Regions from separate parts of the Sus scrofa genome. Here region 2 is linked to region 1. A link is a contact called in public HiChIP or PLAC-seq data. All regions are on one chromosome and are shown on one strand. The core of a region is the stretch at or near the end of the contact, and the rest is flanking DNA. Distances in the headings are between cores, read along the strand shown. Region 1 holds the start of PGBD2 (piggyBac transposable element-derived protein 2). Region 2 holds the start of SH3BP5L (SH3 domain-binding protein 5-like).

Region 1 (4,027 bases), core at 520-3,019:
TTTGCACACATTGGGATGGAAATGCTTTTGAGATAACCCAGAAAAGTACCAACAGGTCATAGACTTTGGGTCTGAGAAAGAGAAATGACCTAGGCTGAAGTCAAACAAGTTGAGTTTTCAGAAGATTTGTGGAATTCTCAAAGCCATAATAATCCTTGAAGCCACAAGAGATCAGCCACAGAGGAAGCCCACATTGAAAGATAAGCTGGTCAAGGAGGGCATCTTCAGAGATGTAAGGGCAGGAGAACCAGGAGAGGCTGAGCAGCGAAGCACCAAAAAGGTCAAGGCAGAGAGGGTAATCACCTGTGCCAAAGCTGCCCAGAGGCCCAGCGGTGGCATTCCGGAAAGAAAAGCCTCTTCGCTTTGAAATGTGGTGCTCCCAGGGCCACTCTGAAGGATCCTGGAGGTATGGGAGCCTCCACTGTTTATAATATAAATTTTTCCAACGAAATACAACTAAATGTAACTGAATCCTGACTTGGATCCTATACCATAAAAAGGAAATGGTTGAGATCAAAAAAAAAGCTCTGAATAAGGCCTGTAGACATTAAGTGTGCGGGTTTTGCTAATTGTTCTTCTAAATAAGACGTTACCATTTGGTGGAACCTAAGTGCCTAGAATGTTCAAATTCTTTGTACTAGTTTGTAAACTGTTTTTAAGTTACTTTACAAAAAGATGTTTTTAATAAGACATTTTATAAACGTAAATGCCTCAAATCTAAGCCTGGCGCAAAACAGCTCAGGAAGGGCCTTTGTGAGATAGGCGGCCCTCCTCCTCCTTCTACCCATCTCAACACTAAACGAAAACGGGGGGGGGGGGGGGGGAGGGCGGGGAAACAAAGACCCTCTGCAACCTCGGCGATCCCAAAAGCAGGCCCAAGCCATAGAAAAGTCAGAAACGCCCCCACTCAGCGCGCCCCCCAAAGGAACAGCCTCTCTTCCGAGGGGGCGGGGCGTGGGAGCCGCACCGCCCGACCCCGCCCACAGATGTTCTCTCACTCCGCCCTAGCCCTAGCTCCGCCCGCAATCCATCAGGCCTCAGGCCGGCCCGCCCCCGATTCCGCCCAAGGGTCCAGGTCGCTCCTCCCTTAGTACAACCACTTAGGGCGCCCCGCCCACCAGCAGCCTGACCCTGCCCAAAGGCTCCCATCCCGACCTCGGCCCCGCCTCCCCGTCCCACGGCGGGAGCGCCCCCGTGAGGCCCTCCGAGCTCGGCGCCCGAAGGTCCATTGTCCCGGTCCTGGTCCCACCTACCCTGGGGGCCAACGCCTCGTGCACCGTTGAGAAAACGCAACGCCAGAGTCCGCCACGCCCACATCCAAGCAGGGCCGGTCAGCGGGGCGAGCCGAGCGACTCCTACTTACCCTGAACAGGCCAAAGAACCGCAAGTTGGCGCCAGATGCCACGGACAGCGAAGAGCCCGGAATGCCTCGGCCCCGCCGGCGTCGGGCGTCGCGGCAGCGCAACGTCCGGCACGAGAGCTCTCAGCTTGCCTCGACCCTGCTCCCGCTACCCGCCCAGGACACGCCCCTGCCCAGGACACGCCCCCGATCCGAGCGACCACTGAGACTTTGGCGCCTTGGTGGCGCCTAGAGGGAACTGGGAAGTACCTCAGAGGCAAGGGCTTAATTGCAGAAATGTCCCTTGCCTTCCTGGAGCCTGCATACTTTCATTGCTGCTATTCATGAAGCTATTTTTCTCTCTAGGTCGTTGGTTCCCCTTTATGGTTCCTGACCAATAACAGCTTCACTTGGGAACTTCATAAAAATGCGCAACCTGGGGTCCCACCCCCAGACCTACCGGGAATCAGAGACTAGGGGGCCAGGCCCAACAATTCGTAGATTCCTGGCCCAACTCCTGGATATTTTGGTCTGGATAATTCTTTCTTGCGGGGGACCTGTCCTGTGTATTATCGTTAAGACCACCAAATAAAATATAGGGCACCCAGTTAAACTTGAATTTCAGATAAACAAAGGTATACTTTAAGATTAAAATTTATGTAGGAGTTATGTATTTCATCTTGCAATTCAATCCACAGGTATTTTTATTTGATAAATCTGGCATCCCTGAGTTTAGGATCTGGGGCACTCTTCATCTCTAACCCACTAGGTGCCAGTAGCATACTACCTCCCTGCTTCATCGGTTAAAATTAAGATGGTCTGCAGACAACATACCCTGGGGAAGTAAAATCCCCTTTCCACGTATATAAGACAGTGTGCTTTACAAAAAAGGGTGCCTTGTCCTCCAAATGTTTGTCTAAACACAAAAATCCTTGGGGCCAAACCATGCTAAACATTCCACAAGAAGGCAAAGTAGTGAAGGTTTTGTATTGCTTCTCCACTCTGGTACTTCTGCATAGGAGTTTTGGTCACTGTAAAGTGTGTTCCAAATCACCTGGGTCAGAAAAATACGTTAGCATCCCCATTTGTGAGATTCTGGAGCCAAAGGCACACTCCAGTTTGTCATTGTTTATTCCACAAATACATATTGATGCCCTGCAAACCAGGTACACCAGAGAACAGAAAGTTGTTCTCATGGCACTCACTTTCTAATAGTGGAGGCACTCAAGAAACAGTGTCAGAGAATTATACCCAGTCTCTTGAGATGGACAATAGCATGAGAAAAAGAACATGTGTGTATATATGACTAGGTCACTGTGCTATATGGCAGAAATTGACACAACACTGTAAATCAGCTATACTCTAATAAAAAAATAAATTTAAAAAAATGATAGATGCTGTGAAGAAAAATGAAGCAAGTTAAGGGAGTAGAAGATGAGCCCTGGGAGACTGGGATGCTATTTTAAATAATATAAGGGCAGTGTTTCTAACCTTGCTTTGTTCCCCAGAACCTATATCTCATTCATTCAACAAGTATCTATGAAATGTTATCTGTGACAGTCACTGCTTATATTCCAGTGAGAGAAACAAATAATAAACAAGTAAAACATATGGTATGTCAATGGTAGAAAGTGCTGTGGAGAGAAAAAGAAATCTGGTAAGAGTGATGGTGAGTCCGGTTTTAAATAGTTTGGTCAGGAAATATCTCCCTGAAAAAAAAAAATCGTATTTGAAGGAAAAGCCAAAAGATATGAAGAATAAACCATGCAGAATTCAGGGGGAAAATACTTGAGGCAGAGAGAATAACATGTAAGGCCTAAGGTAGGAGCAAGCCCAGCACTTTTGAGGAACAGCACAGCTGGATCTGAGTGAACACGGAGAGCACAAAAAATGAAGTTGAAGGAGCTCCTGTCATGGCTCAGTGGAAACGAATCTGACTAGCACCCATAAGGATGCAGGTTTGATCTCTGGCCTTGCTCATTAGGTTAAGGATCTGGCATTGCCATGAGCTATGGTATAGGTCACAGACATGGCTCAGATCTGGCATTGCTGTGGCTGTGGTGTAGGCTGGCAGTTACAGCTCCGATTCAACCCCTAGCCTGGAACCTCCATAAGCTGTGGGGGTGGCCCTATACAGCAAAAAAAAAAAAAAAGAAAAAAAAGAAAATGTGATAAATCATGTGCCAGAGTGTGACTGGCCTCAATATTCATTTAGGGTTCTAACAGAGGAAGAATGCAGTCTGATGAAGCTTTTATAAGTGCCCTCAGAGGTGAGGCAAAAGCAATGAGCCTAGCAGGAGAGTATTGTAGTTGTTCAGACCAGATATGAAGGTGGAGAGAAGTAGCAGGATTCAGGAAGTGTTTTGAAGGTAGATACAAGAGGGATGTTAAACATAAGGGAAAGTAGTCAGGCAAGACTCAAAGGTTTTTGGCCTTCCCAAGTAGAAGAACAGTGGTGCTATCAACGGAGAAAGGAAAGATGGCAAAAGAAACAGGTTTGGTGGGAGGTCAGGAGTTTGGTATTATATATTAAAAATGTTCTGGAATCTTCATTCTTTGGGGACCTTGTTTAGCAAATTAGTGGAGGTGACTTGCCTGGCTTATCTTTTCTAGATGGAGAAATGCCTATCTAACTCATACCCATCTTTGTCTTAATGGGTAGGAACCTAACCTAGGCCTTTTTCTCCC
Region 2 (4,027 bases), core at 727-3,226, 110 kb after region 1:
ACTTTGCTGTACAGCAGAAATTGAAAGAACATTGTAAATCTACTATAATTAAAGAAAAAGTTACTTGGCTCTTCTTCTTATGAGGGGGGATCCAAAAGGAAGAAGGAAAATTAGGTCCATTTGCCTTCTTCACCTCAGGGCAAATCTTAAACTGGCTCAGAGTAAATTAAGTCTTTTGCAAAAATAAAACATCCATCCTGAATTCTTCCCTTAGGCCTCTCCTGGTGACACCTAGAAGTGACTTCAGGTCAGGTCCTTTCACTGATATACAAAGCCATGTAACAAATTCCTTGCAGGCTTTTATGAATGCACAAGAGCACTGAGTTCAGATTAACTAAATTTCTAATTAGTGCTCATAGAGTAAACAGTACCGTACTGCAACGAACTTCAGTGGGAGAGGGCCTGGCTTGGGGAGGGGTTGGTGAAGCACAACCACAATGAGGCTGTGGTGATGGCACCAGCAAGAGTCCTTGAGAAATGGAGTTTGGCACTTGCCATCTGCCTCTATGCAAAATGAACCAATGCAGCTGCTGACTCAAAACACCCCTTCAAAGTAGCTCCAAGTGGAGATCAGGAGTGAGGTAATCTGTGCTCTAAGAAAACTGGGAGAACAAGTCTTCAGATAGATATTTTCAGATTTTATGAGCTCATTTCTTACATCTCCTCATGTCTAGAAAAGCACTAAAATCCTTCATGGTGACGTTGTTCCTCCTGACTAGCAGCAAACTTCTGTATAATGTGTGCTTGGTTATATGTACCTCCCCCTTCACCAAATTCACATATATGCTAACCTTCTCCACTATCTCTCTCTTTTTTTTTTTTTTCCTATTCTAGGGCCACTTCCCACGGCATAAGGAGGTTCCCAGGCTAGGGGTCGAATCGGAGCTGTAGCCACCAGCCTACGCTAGAGCCACAGCAATGCGGGATCCGAGCTGCGTCTGCGACCTACACCACAGCTCACGGCAACGCCAGCTCCTTAACCCACTGAGCAAGGCCAGGGATCGAACCCGCAACCCCATGGTTCCTAGTCGGATTTACTAACCACTGCGCCAAGACAGGAACTCCCCCACTATCTCTTTGGAGCGGTTTTTCACAGGTATCTGAAATGCAGCCTCTCTGGCTATAGCCCGCATCTTGCCCCAAATAAAGACTTAACTGTAAACTCTCAGGTTGTGCTTTTTTTTTGGGGGGGGGGACACCTGCTGCATAAGTTCCCAGGCTAGGGGTCCGATCAGAGCTACAGCTGCCAGCCTACACCACAGCCACAGCAACCACGGATCCGAGCGGCGTCTGCGACCTACATCACAGCGCATGGCAAAGCAGGAGCCTTCTCACTGAGCGAGGTCAGGGTTCTTACCCGCATCCTCATGGATCCTAGTCTGGTTGGTTAACCACTGAGCCATGAAGGGAACTCCCAGGGCATATATTTTTTTTAAATGACAGCCTTAAGCAGAGAGATTTACCTATCAGAGCTGCCCTTTAGATGCTGTTACTAACGGTAGAGCTGACTTCACTTGACCAAGGAGAATCACGTCTGGAAACCACCCCCAGGTCCCAGCAGCGTATCCTTTAGATGCTACACACCAACTGCCAGGACACCGCAACCAGCCCTTAAGCTCACTTCCGACTTCCTGGGCAGAACCGGAAGCGGTTGTGGGGGCAGTCAGATTTCCCCTTGCCGTAAAGCAAGATGGCAGCCCCCTCCTTAGGATGATTTCCAATATTCGTTTTATTTCTAGCGCTTCCCTATTCAGCAGGCACTTTCAACTTCCATTACCAGATCTAGTAGTCCTTAGAACAATATTCTCATACTTCAGTTTCATTTATCCTTAGTGAAGCGTGGGCTGGAGGCCCTGGGAAGGTGAGCCTGAACCCCCGGAGGGGGGCACCATTTTGTACGGAAACCGAAGCCGGGCGAGAGTTGAATCTAGACGTGGCCTAGTTAGGGGGCCAGCGTGGGAGGGAGGGGCGAGAGGGCAGGAGGGCGTTGCTACCGGATTATGTATTTCCGCTTCCTTTCGGCCTCGTTGTGTTTGGTTCCACCGGCTTGTTGCGGGGAGGGCGGGGGAAGATTGTTTGCGGTGGTAGAGCTCTGCGCACCAGAAGGTAAACTGAGGTAAAGCCGGGAAATGGGGCGGGGGTAGGGCTTGCGCCCAGTTGTGTAGGAAGTCTGGGTCCTGGGTCCTGGGTCCTTGGGATTGAGAAAGAGTGGGGTTGGAGACGTTAGGCTCGGATTGTCCTCTGGGTTGGAGAGAGAAGAGGAGGTGGGGTGGGGCTGGGGGTTTACGAGGTAATTTGCAAAACCGGGTGGGGGGTGGAATGGGGCTGGCAGAAGAGAAGGAAGGGGAGATGGTGGGGAAGATGAGAGCACGGAGGGAAGTCGGGCAGGCGCTGGTGGGGGAGGGGCTGGAGCGAGAGATCCTGGGACGCGGGAAGAAGTTGAGGTGGTTGGTCTGAATGTGGGGATGTGGGAGGAAGAGAGTGGAGTTCTTGGGAAGCTAAGAGGTTAGAAGAGGCTAATGGCCGAAGTTCTGCTGCTGACCATGTACTTGGCCTTTGTTTCCCTTGCAGCTCCCTGAAGACTCTCATCCCGCAGCCTCTGCTCAGGCCCTGCCTTCTCTCTCCAGTTGCCACCACAGCCTGGAGGCGCCTGCCTCCGCCCTCCCGAATGGTGCTCCTCCTCGCAGGCCTCGGCCCAGGATCCAGGCCCCCTCTGCCCCCTTCCTCGGAGCTATTGCTCTGGGTCTCTCCTGGTGGACTCCCTCTAACGGGAAGGGAAGGACTTTTGCACACACAAGGCTGTAACTTTAGGAACCCTGCCGACAACTTGAATCTCAGCCTCTAACCCAGTGTGAGGTTCTTCCTGTGCCCGCTTTTTTTCCACCCTTTGAGAAGAGAAACACTTCTTGCAAACTAGAGCCCAGGAAGCCCCAAGCTGGGGCCCTGGTCCCAGCATGCCAGTCCTCTCTTATGCCTAGGGCTGTGCCCTCTCCCTCACAGCATGGCTGAACTCAGGCAGATTCCTGGGGGGCGGGAAACACCACAGGGGGAGCTTAGGCCTGAAGTGGTAGAGGATGAAGTCCCTAGGAGTCCAGTTGCTGAGGAGCCCGGAGGAGGTGGAAGTAATAGCAGTGAAGCCAAATTGTCCCCAAGAGAAGAAGAAGAACTGGATCCTAGAATACAGGTGAGAAGATTGAGCTAGAGGAGTGATAGGGAGTTAGATTCCAGCTTTTCTTAATAGCTGTCAGATAAATGAGGGGTTAGATTTACTCTTTTCCCAGTGCACTGGGGCAGGAAAGGAATACAAGTTTGTCAACAATTACTGCAATATAGTGTGATAAGCGGTAAAAGAATTGTGTGTAGTGGGAGTACAGAGAGAGGTCTAGCCTGAGTGCCTTGGGTGTGTTGCTGAAAGCTTCACTAATGAAGTGACACATTGGCAGCAGATGCAGGAAACACACTTTAGATCAATAGAGAGTAGAACTATTGTTTCTTTTCCAAATAAGCAAAGGGGCTGTTGATTCAGAGATGCAGCATGAGTGGGATGTGAGAGAAGATGACTTTGATATCAGGAGGCTTTCTGCTCTCTCACTTTCTCATCATTGCCTCCCAGGGATGTTCACATTTGTGATGGGTGAGACCTTTCTTTCATGTTTTACAAAGGTGGCATTAGGCTTAGGCCTTTAAGAATATCTGATGTGTTCAGAGAGTTACATCACTTGTGGTCAGTCCTTAATACAGATGTCTGGCTTTGAGGATGCCGGGTTTACCAAGTGAATGGAGCATTTGCAGGGTAGTTGATAGAGGGGTAGAATTTTGTGAAGAACTTGGAGCAGTGCATGAGGAGGACAGGCACCATGCGGAATAGTTGAGGCTGGATTGCAGTGGCAGGAAAGGGTTCCTGGAGAAGCTGTTTGGGCAGGAGAGGGCCAGGATGCTCCTTTGTGTTTGGGGCTTGAGTCTGCTGTTTGGTATGGTAGCATCTCTAAGATTCTGATCTGGAGGTGACTCACCTCTGTAGGTGAGT

What was found. HiChIP or PLAC-seq counts read pairs in DNA pulled down with a chosen protein or histone mark.
Region 2: a contact with region 1 is called in an H3K27ac HiChIP or PLAC-seq map of alveolar macrophages. The contact joins the promoter of SH3BP5L here to the promoter of PGBD2 in region 1. A contact is called at or near these places in 2 of 5 promoter capture datasets (fetal liver and liver), 5 of 47 Hi-C or Micro-C datasets (embryonic fibroblasts, fibroblasts, liver and 1 more) and 1 of 2 datasets of contacts at active chromatin or transcription factors (alveolar macrophages).

The regions. Positions count from the first base shown.
Region 1 is chr2:52,209,604-52,213,630 of Sscrofa11.1, forward strand. PGBD2 (piggyBac transposable element-derived protein 2) reads right to left here and starts at 1,770. Exons shown (of 4, transcript XM_021083387.1): 1 at 1,364-1,770.
Region 2 is chr2:52,321,033-52,325,059 of Sscrofa11.1, forward strand. It overlaps SH3BP5L (SH3 domain-binding protein 5-like), which reads left to right and starts at 1,977. Exons shown (of 7, transcript XM_003123598.6): 1 at 1,977-2,106; 2 at 2,572-3,184. The coding sequence starts at 3,002.